Linked DNA regions of Sus scrofa: region 1 is linked to region 2. The links are chromatin contacts, called in public Hi-C maps. All regions are on one chromosome and are shown on one strand. The core of a region is the stretch at or near the end of the contact, and the rest is flanking DNA. Distances in the headings are between cores, read along the strand shown.

Region 1 (6,264 bases), core at 598-3,097, 180 kb after region 2:
AAATGGGACCAGAGAAACCTGGGTCCAAATGAATGACGTTTTGGCAGCTGTTTGAAACTTTTGACGGAGAGCTTTGAAATGAAAGAGCTGGTGGCTGGGCTGCTGCAAGCTGTGTGCTCCCTAGATCATGAGCGCATCGAGCTAAGGCCTGGCCTTCTCTCTTACCAAAGGGATTCTAGAAAACCACTGACTTCAAGTAGTATTAGCCCTCTGAACTCTGATCCTTGAAACCAATATTATTAAATTTAATGTAGGCCAGATAGAAACATGGCTGATTAATCTGCAATTCTTTTTTAAAAATTATGCATAGAAATTTAAAAACGACATATGATTGCTTTGTGCAGTCTCTCAACCATATATATATATATATATATATATATATATGTAAGATAGAATATTGTATATTTGAATAATACATTTTGGCATTTGTAAGCAGATTTTCAGGCTTAATTGTGAAACAAAATAGCTAACAAATAGATGGAACTTAAAACATGTATACATATAGTTGAAGCTATATTCTCACCTTCGTACATTTATAGTTAATAGATGTACAATATGTATACATAGAAGATTTTGAAAAGAGGGGGAATTAGGATTTTTTTCTCAAGGTGAGAAATTTTAAAAGGAAAGAAAATAGCCCATACAAAAAGTTATTTTTTTAGAAGTTCAATTCAGAGGATTAAAATATTTGGATGCTCCATGAAGGAAAATCTTACTATACATGTACTGTAAAAAGAGAAGTGACTTCTGCCCACCCATAAAGCCTGAGTCACCTCATCCTCTGATTATGGTGCTTATGTTTATTTTGATCTTCAGGCTGTTGCATGTAGTAGAAAAGAAGGGCATCTTAAACCACTAAACAAAGGGAGATGTAACAGGAGTAGGGGGGATGTGGAATCAGAAGACCTGCTTTGCCACAGGCCCTGGGCAAATCCTTTAACTGAGCCAGGCGTTCCTCATCTCTGAAATAAAGACATAACAAGGTTGTTGCCCAAATCATATGAGACGAGGTATTTCAAAGTCTCACAAACTGGAAGGCACTGTTGTTGTTACTGTCATCATCACTTTGTCCCCATCAAAGAGGATGTTATGTATTCTCAAACCTATATTTTTTTTTCTTTAACCTCAATAGGTTTGGTTCATAATTTATTGGAACTGAGCTAAATTTCTAGTAATAACAACAAACACAGTAGCTAAGAATAATATGTGAGCTCTCAACATATGCTAGGCACTGTCCTAAGGGCTTCGCAGGTACATTTTTATTTAATGCTCACAACAACCCCATGCGATAGATTATTATCCATTTTACACATAAGGCACAGAGGTTAAGCAGCTTCCCCAAGGCGGTTCAACCAGGCACTAATAGAGCTGGGCTTTAATCCCCAGCAGTCTGATCCAGAGCCCGGTTTCCTAACCACAATATCAGAGTTTCTCCACCTCAGCAGTACTGACATGTTTGTTGTGGGAGCTGTACTGTGCATGCTATGATGTTTAGCAGCATCCTGGCCTCTTCCCACTGGGTAGTAGCCACACTCCCCCAGTTGTAACCACTAAAAATGTCTTCAGACATTGCCTCCGGTGGGCAGGTAGCGTATAAAATCTCCCTCCCCTTGAGAACCACTGCACTGCAGTATTAAAAGGTCGTCCCTTCCATGTAAACAAGTATGAAGACCAGCATTGAGCTTCACTACAAGCAAGATTAAATGATTGTTTTAGGAAATTTCAAATTGACTGGGAAAGGGTCTGCCGTTGTGCAAAGAAGGTGTAGCGGCCATGGGGGTAGGGGTGTTGGGAGGAGGAAAATGGGAGTCCCATACAGGAGCCTTGAAGTCAGCTACTTTGTCTGTTTCGCTATTAGAAGGAACCTGAGCAACCTAGTGGCGCATGTCCTCAGGAATGAACATGCATGTCTTTGCCTGCTCGCTTGGCTGCTTTACCTCTTGGTTTCAGATAAGCTGGCTTGCCGGTACCCTACAGAGATACTGCTGAATGCTAAATTGATTTGTAAAGCTGGGTGGAGTCACCCTTGGTATTTCCGAGCTCACACTCAGAAGGTGGTGGGCAGGAATCAGGCTCTGGGACCTGTGCTGGAGAGGGGAAGCCGCCAGATTTCAGGCATCTTGCACTGGGGCATTTATAGGACAACAGTTGTGTTATTCAAAATTTCAGAGTATTCTCAAGTTAGAGCCAGGCTTAACTTGATCTGGCCTTACAAAGAGTCTCAAATGTAAAACAGAAATGAGGGTTCAGAGTAAAAGAGGAAAGTTGGTTGTTTTCTGCTGAGCCTCCAATTTTCAGCGCCAGTTCAGCGCATTGGGAGGGAAATCCTGGGGGGTTGGGGTCACCTGAGAAAGAGCAAGAAAGAAAGACTCTGTCAGGATCCTTGTGCCTATTAAAGTTTAGCTTTAGATGGAGAATTCTGACCACATAAAGTCTGTTTTTAATAAAAGCCAGAGCAGGAATCCTACCAAATGCAAGCCAGAAATAGGGTTTAAGATTTCAAAAAAAGAGAGAGAGAGAGAAAAGGAAAGAGAGACAAAGATAGAAAGAAAGAAAGAAAGAAAGAAAGAAAGAAAGAAAGAAAGAGCTGAGGGAAACTCTCGTTGAAACTTCACCTTGTTCTATTTATTTATATACTCTCTTTTCCCTTCATGCTTTGCCTCCATTTTCTCTATTAAAAACGTAAAAAAAAAAAACAAAAAAACTTGAAATGCCATTATCCATCATCTCCAGAAAAACAACCCTTAGCTTTCCAAGAAGGAAGTTCAATTTTTTTTTCCAGTTCTTTGCTTTCTTAAGGGCCCTTTCTCCCTTTTATCTGAAACCAGAAACTCATAACGTGACAAGACAGCACAAGCTGTGTCCCGCCGGCTCCCTGTTGGGCTTTAATATCACAAAGGCAAAAACTGAACTATTAGAGGCAAAAGATTCTGCCGTTCGGCATGTGCCTCTGCATAGTTTTCTTCTGGATAACTGGAGATTTCATTAGCAAGTTATGATCTTCACTTTTCAGAGTAGATATTGATTGTAACCCTATTCTGATGCAATGAAATCACTTGCAATTGTACAGACACCATGAACATTCTGCTTTTTTTTTAGAAAAAAAGATTATTATTATATCTTTCCATTCCAATAAGAGGAAGGAGAGGGGCTGATGGAGTCATTTTTGGCCCAGTTTTTCTCAGCTGCTCAAGCTGTTCCGGTTTATGTGTGAAGAGTCTTTCAGTGAGGGAGCTAGAAATATTGCAAACTACGTGCTTGTTTTAATTAATTCCACCTGAAGAAGGGGAGCATCTCTATCCCAAAAAGACTCACCAGTGTAAATGCTTCTGTCATTAGTAAGTTGAGTGTACGTAAATCTGATTTGTGGAACATTTTCTGTTGCCAGAATGTTTGGTGTGTACCTCCCCTTCTCACCTCCATCTACTTCTCTGAAGGGGCTGAAACCCAGTTGAAAAATCCCAGCCAGTCTCGTCCTTGTTCAGCAAGATGATCTTAAACAGACATCAGTACCTCTTTAGGGGCCCTATTCTCTTACTTGAAGATCCTAATCTTCACCAAACACTAACTGTAGGACTGATGTCACTATTTTCGATTACAGCTTCTTAAAATTAGCTAATTGGGAATCACAGCCTTTGACATTAACAGAACAAATTAACTGAATCAGAGTGTTTTTTCTGGCAACACCCGACCCTGGCATTATTTGACTCATTTGTCTTCCCCCCTTTCCTGGGACTAAGCTATTTGCAAGGGTCAAAAGTGAAGAAGGGAGGGAGGAAGGGTCTCTATCCAAGGAAAAGCAAACCCCATTTACCTCATCCCCCAGTCTTCTATTTTTTAAAAAAGAAATGTTTTTGAAAAGTAAAAGTCCTTTCTGTTAACCACCCTTGTTGCCAAGTCTGATAGTGGCTTTTATAATGGCAAGAGTGAATCAGAAGGAAAGTTTGGCTTTTACTCTAGCTCATCCACATGACAGAAGCACAATGTGGAAACCAAGGAATGCTTTACTGAGAGTCTCTGGAGAGCCCCTGGGTGAAGCTGGTGTCCCTGCAGTGCAGAAACAGCCCTGGAGTAGAGTAGCATTAGGATGATTGCAGGGCTTCCTACTTATGCTCCTTCCATGACTCCTAAGATTTCCCTGATTTTACCTGGCACACTTTAAGAGTCTCATCCCAGTCCCACATTCTTAGTCATTTACCACCAAACTCAATGGCCAAAGATACATCAATTTCGCTACACAAAGAGACAAGCCAGGCATTCACGTTCTTTTCTTTACAGAGGCAGAAGCCATTTGGATGTGGTTTTCTTTACAATTTAGGTGAATCTTATTTTAAATGTTTGCCCTTGATGCTCTTCTGTGATCTGTCTCCTTTACCTATTTTATATGTTGATTTGATTGACAACACAGAATCCCTCTCATTCAGAAATAAGGTCTCCCTGTTTTGTTTTGTTTTCAGCCAGTCCCCCAAATTTTGAGTAAGAACAAACCCATGATTCTTATGAGTGTGTCTTTGCATCCCTAACATCAAGGTTTGGTGCCACGAAGGACGAAGCTGCCGAGCCTTGAAGTCGTGGGCTCAGGGTTCACAAACAGTTAAGCGGCTTGTGTGCCTATCCTGTGTCTGATTCCCCAGCAATCATGTACTGGAAACATCCTGACTTACTCCCTCCTCGACAGCCCTCTAAAAGTATGACTTCTTTTAGCAGCTGAGTGTCTTTGGACAAATGATGAATTCATCTCGTGATTTCTGTTTCAGCCATGAGCTTTCTATTTTCCTCAACATCCTTCCCCTTTAAAACAAACACATAAATTTATGATTAGGTGTTGTGATTTTTTTCAGGGAACAGTTTTTATATTTAGCAACTGGATTTAAAAGTCAAGCAAGGATTTTTTAAAAGTGTAATTGCCGAGAATAGAAACAACTTTGAGGTATTCTTTATGATTCTTAATATCTAAGGCATCTCATGAGGTTACTGTGTTACAAAATTTGTCACTGAAATCCCAAATGTAATTAATAACTTGTTGCAGGTTTAACATGAATTGTCATAATGCTTAACATATTTTAATGAAAATAGGAATTTGGCTACAAGCTGCTCACTAAAGAAAATGTCCAATTTAATTTGAGCCCCTCAGTTAAATATTTCATCAAAATCATTCAAATGCCACAATGATTCTGGTTGTAACCTAATAATTCACTGAAGTGAATCGATGGTTAATGTCAAAGGTTTTCATTCTTCAGGTCTTGGTTTCACTCTGGTTCAAGTGAAAATAAAATTAGTCTGGTGGTTTCCTTTTTGGGTCTAGCAAACTTGAGTCTACTTTACACAAACATCTCCATCCCGCCACAGTCCAGAATGACTGGCAGACTGTTTAGGCAAGACCCAGGAATTTGGGAGCTTTGCAAATGTGTCAAGGTAGATGTCAGATTGCCTTTCCCTTTTTATTGTGCCCTTTAGCTTACCTTTCCAAACATCCCAAGTTGCAGGAGAGTACAAGAAAAAGGAGAATAGGAAAGGATCTACATGAGGCAAATACAAACAACAAGAAGTGCAGATAGGCAGGGGAGGCAGTAAATATAACAATATACGGCTGCTGGCCCGTGGTAAAGTGGCACTGAGTTATTAACGGAACACAACTGTTTCCACATCCCATGACAAAAAATAGCAAATAGCTCTGTCATTGTTCTCATTTGGGACTCTAAATTGCTAAGTTTCAGTACTGCAGGGAAAGCCCTTCTGAGTTTCAGGGGACCCAGCCCTGCCCCTGGCTTCACCTGATTAAGGAAGACAGCCAAGACGGGAGTCTGGCAAGAGAGCCACTGACCAGTGAAAAATGCACAGTTGATAATTATTATTCTTCCCGTAGCCAGTCAGCAGCAAACTGTCACCAGTCGGAATCTGCTGAATGTTCCTATATACAAGTTGATGTCAGCTCAAAGAAAAGAAAAGAAAACAGTTCTACCCAGTGTAAGCAGACCCATGGTCTTGTAGACACACGAAGGCTAATACTTCTCTTTTATCCCTGCCCTCTTTTATCTCCCTTGCTGTAAGAAGAGACTGATTTTACAGGGAAAGTCTTCACGTTCAGGCAGTTATTGTCAGATGGCATGTTTTTTAGTGACTCCAGAGATTCATGGCACAACGTGATCCATGGCTTTTGCACCTTTAAATTTTAATCTAAACGGCAAACTCCAAGAGTGAGCTGCTGGGCGCTTCTTCCTCCCTTCTGACTTATCAGCTACAAGGAAAAATGAGAAGTGAAAT
Region 2 (6,441 bases), core at 1,431-3,930:
TGACACCCTGCTCTGTAGATTTTGGACTTGCCAATGTCCACAATGTTGTGGACCAGTTCATTAAAATAAATCTCTTTTCCTCTGTCTCTATGCCTATCTCTCCTTGTCTCTGTCTTCTCTCTCTGTCTGTGTGTATGCTTCTTCTCTCTTTCTATCTCCCTCTCTCTACACACACACTTTCAGAGCCTATTGGTACTGTCTCTCTAGAAAACCCTAGCCAATACAGCTGGCCTGTCCACATTTTTGGTCTTATATTAGTCTGGTGAGTAAGAGGCTGCCCTTAAGTACTGTCTAGTCCTTGACCCTGTGAAGCTTAGGCTCATAGAAATCATAATGATGTAACATTTCAAATCACAGTATAGATTTCAAATAACTTCAACATTTGTGCATAAAAACTGTTCCCATAGAAGTATTCAGAAGCAGTGAGCACTAGGGATGTGTGGGAAAAGAAAATATGTTAAACTACATGGACCATGGTAGAAAGGAAGTCCTGGGGGAGAAGTAATAGGAGGGAAGGCCCTCTTATAAGATGAATTAAACCCCCAATTCATATGTTGAAGCTCTTACCCTCAGTGCCTCAGAATATGAATGACTATATTTGGAGATAGTGTTTAAAGAGATGATTGAGTTAAAATGAGTTCATTAAGTGGACTCTAATCCAGTATGAGTGTGGCCTTATAAGAAGAGGAAATTTGGACATCAAAGATACATCAGGGGTACCCACGGAGAAAGGACCATGTGAAGACATAGCAAGAAGTCGGTGATCTGCAAGTCAAGGAGAGAGCCCCAGGAGAAATCAGTCCTACTGACACCTTGATCTTGGACTTCTAGTCTCTAGAACTATGAGAAAATAAATATCTGTTGTTGAAGCCACCCACCCTGTGGTATTTTGTTGTGGCAGCCCGAGTAAACTAATACAGCTCTAAGGGTGAACACCGATGACTTTTCAACTTTGCTTAAGGCTGGGCATGATCTTGGTGTGTCAGACATTTTTGTTCATCCAGAAGCCAAGTCAGTGGATCTCAAGAACTGCCTTGGATGGGCTGCACTTGCTGGTCATGACTGGCTTAAGAGAGGCCAAGCTGATCGTTGCTGTTTGCATTAAGGCAGGGAGGGGATTCTGAAACCACCTAGGGAGAGAACTCCAGTACCTCTCCTAAGAGCCCTATAGCAACAGACACTGAGTCTGACCTCCTGCCCAGGTCCTTGCCTACCCGCAGCTGCAGCTCCGGATAAGTCAGCTCAGGCCAGGGGCATCTCAAGCAGCCCAGGGATTTTTTTTCAGCCTAGTATTTTTGAGGCCATTTTTCATCACCTGGAAAATGCATTTACTGAAATCCAGGTTTAAATAGCTAAAAAAATTCATAAAACTGGATTTTTTTTTGATATTTAAACAATGCTTTATTTTTTAAAATTATTTTTATTTTTTCCATATGGAGAACAGACTGTGGTTGCCAAGGGAGAGGGGGAGGGAGTGGAATGGACTGGGAATTTGGTGTTAATAAATGTAAACTATTGCCTTTGGAATGGATAAGCAATGAGATCCTGCTGTATAGCACTGGGAACTATATCTAGTCACTTTGGAGTGTGATAATGTGGAGTTATTTTTTTAAAAACATTACTGATTATGAGATGATATAACCATCAAAAATACACTAGTCAATGATCACTTATTTGTTGCTTTGCCGTTTTAATAATAATTACATAACGTTAGTATTGTAGCTAACACATATTGTGTTTATCATATACCAAACACCTTTGCATTCTGAGCTCTTTACAGATGTTGACTTAGAAGCATTTTGACATAGACTATCTCATTTGATTCTTGTAATAAAGCTGTAAGTTAGACAAGGCAGGTGTTATTCCCATTTTGTAGATGAAAAAATTGCGACTCTGAAAAATTCAATGATTTCCTCAAGGTCACCCTGCTGGTAGATGGCAGAGTTTGAAGCATAATCCAGTTCTTCAGATTCCTAAATTAGTGCTTTTTCCAAATCTCTTCTCGGTAAATAGCATCAAATATTTTATAAACATAATCAAGAGCTTGCAAGCATGCCTGTCTTTGCCTCCTTAGGTTCTGAACAAAGAAATGTGAGAATCAGTAAGATAAGGAAAATGGCTATTACCGCCCTTTAAGACTGCAAACTTTCAGCCCTTGCAGGAAGGATTGGGAGTAAAGAACGAATTCCAAGAAGCACACTCTCTCTCACACCAGGAGCTGTATTGATTGGAGAACACAATGAAACTAAGCTGGAGCTAAAGCAAAAAGGGAATTTTAAGCCAATACAAGAATAATAAAGACATTATAAAGTTACATCTGAACAAATCAGAAAAACTATAATGGGAACTATGATAAAACATGAAATAAAAAGACTAAGAAAACTTTCTTTCACTTATTTCATTGGTTAAGATGGATTCGATTTACAGGAGGCAAAATATGTCCCCCTAAAACTATGCCTTAGAGAGAAGAAAAAGAATAACATATGTCTGTGCAAAATCTGAGTCTCTAACATACATCTGTATGTTCTTAATGATAGAAGCTATGTCAGTTGCTATACTCAGGTTTCATTCCCAGCCACAGCAAAAGACTCTTGTGAGGGAGGTTTAAAGCCAGACTAGGCAGAGAAAGAAATGGTTAAAGAGCACTTGTTAAACCCACTGATTTCAGCCACCATCCCTTAAGTCATAACTGCTGAGCAAATTTAAGATTGCTGTTGCAGTAAAAGGGCAGTTGAGTAAGCAGAGCTACCTCTTATTGTTTCCAAAAATTAAAAAAATATGATCATAATACTTTTTGATGATTTCAGTATCTGGGGAAAGGATAGACTCTACTCTGCCAGTAAAGACACTTAGGAAGCAAAATAACATTATTGCTTAACCAAAATCTTGATTAACTAATTGAAGCTTCAGACAGGAAAAAATAAATAAATAAATAAAAAAACCAACAACAGAGGGGGAAACTTTTCTGTTGCTCATCACTTGGTAATTACTATTATTTTCCATAACCTAGGCAACTCGGCTGTCTAAGAAACAAAATCCAGCTGAAACTGAACTTAAAAAAGTTTTCCTTTTACATTTTTTTAAGACCCAGAGCAGGATCACTGTCATCCTAAAGTCCCTCCTGGATGTCTGGAAAAAGTCTTAGAGTCTGGGAGACATTCCAAAATATGTGCAGTGACCATTGCCACAGGCGTGAACTTCTTAATGTGTTTTGCAGAAATCTCCACCACAATGAAAATGATTACTGTCTGAAAGGATTTTTTCCCCTTTTTTAAAATAGCAAGCAGCTAGAATATGCTTTTTAATATTTTATTACATCCTTAAATATCTCATGTGGATTGAATATGACTGGAGAAAGTTGCTGCTCTGAGTTTGATATACAATGTCTAGTTAAATTTTTTAATTGATATTTTTAAGTGAATGGATAAAGGAGATACTCTAGATCTATGAAGACTACACATCCAAAATTGTATTGATTGCTAAAACTTGAGTTTCTGTCCAGTCTTCTGCTGCAGATACTGAAATAAGGTCAGAGAATACATGTGAAGAAATGGCTTTTCAAGGAACAGGTGGAAATTGAAAAGAAAATGGAACCTGGAGTTTTGTGAGTCTGTCTGTCTTGTAAACATAGTATTTATGAGGATGGAGGAGGGTGTGGGAGGACTTGTTGTCATGATTTTACATAATCAGATCAAATTGTTCAAATTCTGTAGTGCTTGCTATTCATTGCAGTGAAGCAAAAGAGTGAATTTGTAGGTAACAGGTGATAATATGGGTTTTATTCACCTAAGCAAATAATTGCAGCAGAAGTGTCGTCAGGCTTATTCTAATGTCACATAGAAAAAAGTCTGATGAATCAAGAGATGGGAAAGTGCAGGAAAGATACTGGAATCATAATAAAGAAGGGAAATCAATTGTGAGATTTCTCATTCTTGTTTTCATGGCAGTTTCCATATTCCTGTGAGAAGCTTGAAGGTTGCTCTGTCTCTGGTATCAATCATACCTTAGCCAGACAGCAAACTAGGGCTGGTCACTGCAGCTGGAAGATTTCTTCCTGACAATGATTCATGCGAGCCAATTGTCAGAAGTTTTAAAGTTCTTAAATAGAAGCTGATGTTTGTCTTTTACTGTTGTGCAGTCACTGAAGAGGTTTCATATATGAAATAGCTTTGCAGAAAAATAAGTCTACCCCTTATCTTTAAACAAGGCTTGCCTCAGAAATCATCTACTCGTTCATGGGGCATGACATTTTCTGAGTATTTCATGTTTCATGTACCTGTGTGATGAAATTCTTTTTCTTACAGTACATAGGTTACCATAGGAGAAGGTATAGGATATGCTATTTCATAAGCCCAAACTTTATTTTATGTTGTCATGAGAGACTAAAAAGGCAGGAAAAAATTATGTATTTAACTTACGGTCTTTGAAATTATTCATTAACATCATGTGCTGATTTTAGTATATAAGAAGGGATGGTCAAATACTTCTAATCCAGGCTGCACACCTGGGTTCAGAAACAGGAAAGATAAAAGGTGGAAGACCCCCTAGTCAGATTAGTATTGAAAAGTTTTTACTTCTTTATACCTCTCCTGTCAACCCAAGCATCCTTCCATATGAAATCAAATATTTTAGCCTTGGAGCAAACCTTAAAGATCGTAATAATCAAACATCCTTTTTGATAGATAGAAGAAACTAAGGCTTAGAAAGGTTAATTAGCTAAGTTTCCCCAGGTCAAATAACCACTTGGAAGAAAATCAATCTCAGGATATGGGTTTGCAGCCTGCCAAGTCCAGGTTTCTTTCTTTTCTTCCCACACACTGTCCCCTGCACCTAACTTTTCCCTGAAAGGCAGGAGAGCAGTGGCAGTATCTCCACTGTTGGCATCATCCAGGCAGAGCAGTATGTTCTTTTAGAGGGAGCTTCTTGCATACAAACCAACTGTACTTCAGGCCAAGGGAACCAGAAATGACAGGCTTGCCTTACTTTACTCTGTATCTGCCTCAGAGATTACTTTTTTGAGAAAATGCTTTGACATGGTGAATTAAAAGGCATTGTTAGAAGTGGATACAAAGAGGATGGCATTTGGGGTACTGATAATGTTGATTCTTGATCTGGTGCTGGTTACATGGGAACTCCAGTTTGTGAAAATTCTGTGAGCTATGCATTTCTGGACACTTCAATAAGAAGTTTAAACATTTTATAGGATAATTAAAATTTGTTTTTAAGGAAAGCATGTTGGCATCAAAGAAATTGAATATTACTGGAAATTATTTACACATATATTTAAAAAATTTAAAACAAAAATTTCAACAAAAACAATCATCATTGTTTGACATGACCAGAGTTACTATAGTAAAGGCAAATTTAATCTATTTTTTTTCTGATAGAAAGTTTTTCTGGATGCTAGATCTTTCCTTCATAATGTATAAATGCTGAAAAAGAAATTTAAAAACAAAATCTGTTAAATACTTACTTTGTCTTCTTTTTATGGGAATTATTCTAAATTATAGCTAGCTCAAAGCTTTTTTCATTAGAACTTGTAATATATGTCTAGATATTTAAGAAATCTATTTCAAAACTTCATGGTATCCCATTATAATTTCTGTGGAGAAAAAGAAAACTTAGAAGTTGGCTTGGCTGGATAAAATGTTGTTTTAGCTATGTAACTATTTTCATTAACAAAGAAATGTTTATGTATATATACAGACATATATATGTGTATACACACAACACAGAATTAGAATATGATAATTATACTTTACCACTAAAGCTCCATTGGACATATTTGAGTGACTTTGTGATGAGTCAGAAGCATTTTAGGATATTATAGCACTTTAATTATTGTATACTAGATCAATATTCTATAGCTATGAAAAATGGCCAGGAACAAGATGGAATATAAATTTGGAAGTAAAGGTACTTAGTTGGAGAGACAGCGAAAATAAAGACAACTGTGTTTGCATAGTGAAAAAAAAAGCATAATAGTGTGTGTAGGTATAGAGAGACTGTTGAAAAAATGAACTCTTATTAATTGTTGAAAATCAGCTATTCTTTTCAGTAGTATGAGAGAGAAAATAAGAGAATACTTGAAATCAATACATTTGAAATGAGTCTTCTTTTCTGTTTCCAACTTATAGTGGAGGGCATATTAATCAGAAAAATGATCAAATAGACAAAAATCCAGAAAGGATATCTTTGGCATAAGGTACCTGAGTGATCAATCCCTATTTCATATAGATTCACTGATGTTGAGAGGAACTAAATACTGTTAAGAAACTGAGGAAGTTCCCATGTGGTGCAGTGGGTTAAGGATCTGGCTGTAGGGACTAGGGTTCGATCCCTGGTCTGGGAACTTCTATATGCCATGGGTGTGCCTCCCCCCAGAAAAGAGAAACTGATACCAATTTCATTAACAATATGCAAATATTTTTATGTTTCAAA

Evidence for each region. A called contact is a pair of places that touch in the nucleus more often than the background predicts.
Region 1: a contact with region 2 is called in a Hi-C map of fetal skeletal muscle, with 2.3 times the contacts expected there. The contact joins two enhancer-like sites. A contact is called at or near these places in 2 of 47 Hi-C or Micro-C datasets (fetal skeletal muscle and skeletal muscle) and 1 of 2 datasets of contacts at active chromatin or transcription factors (skeletal muscle).

What each region holds. Positions count from the first base shown.
Region 1 is chr9:114,775,529-114,781,792 of Sscrofa11.1, forward strand. All of the region lies in intron 19 of DNM3 (dynamin-3), which reads left to right. Among named protein-coding and RNA genes, the nearest start is that of PIGC, 47 kb to the right of the region's middle. Within about 2 kb of position 1,848, at least 14 of the 83 cell types and tissues checked have an H3K27ac peak or open chromatin away from gene starts, as enhancers often do. A contact at or near this core is called in fetal skeletal muscle, where this site is marked.
Region 2 is chr9:114,591,516-114,597,956 of Sscrofa11.1, forward strand. All of the region lies in intron 14 of DNM3 (dynamin-3), which reads left to right. Among named protein-coding and RNA genes, the nearest start is that of MIR199A-1, 61 kb to the left of the region's middle. Within about 2 kb of position 2,681, at least 1 of the 83 cell types and tissues checked has an H3K27ac peak or open chromatin away from gene starts, as enhancers often do. A contact at or near this core is called in fetal skeletal muscle, where this site is marked.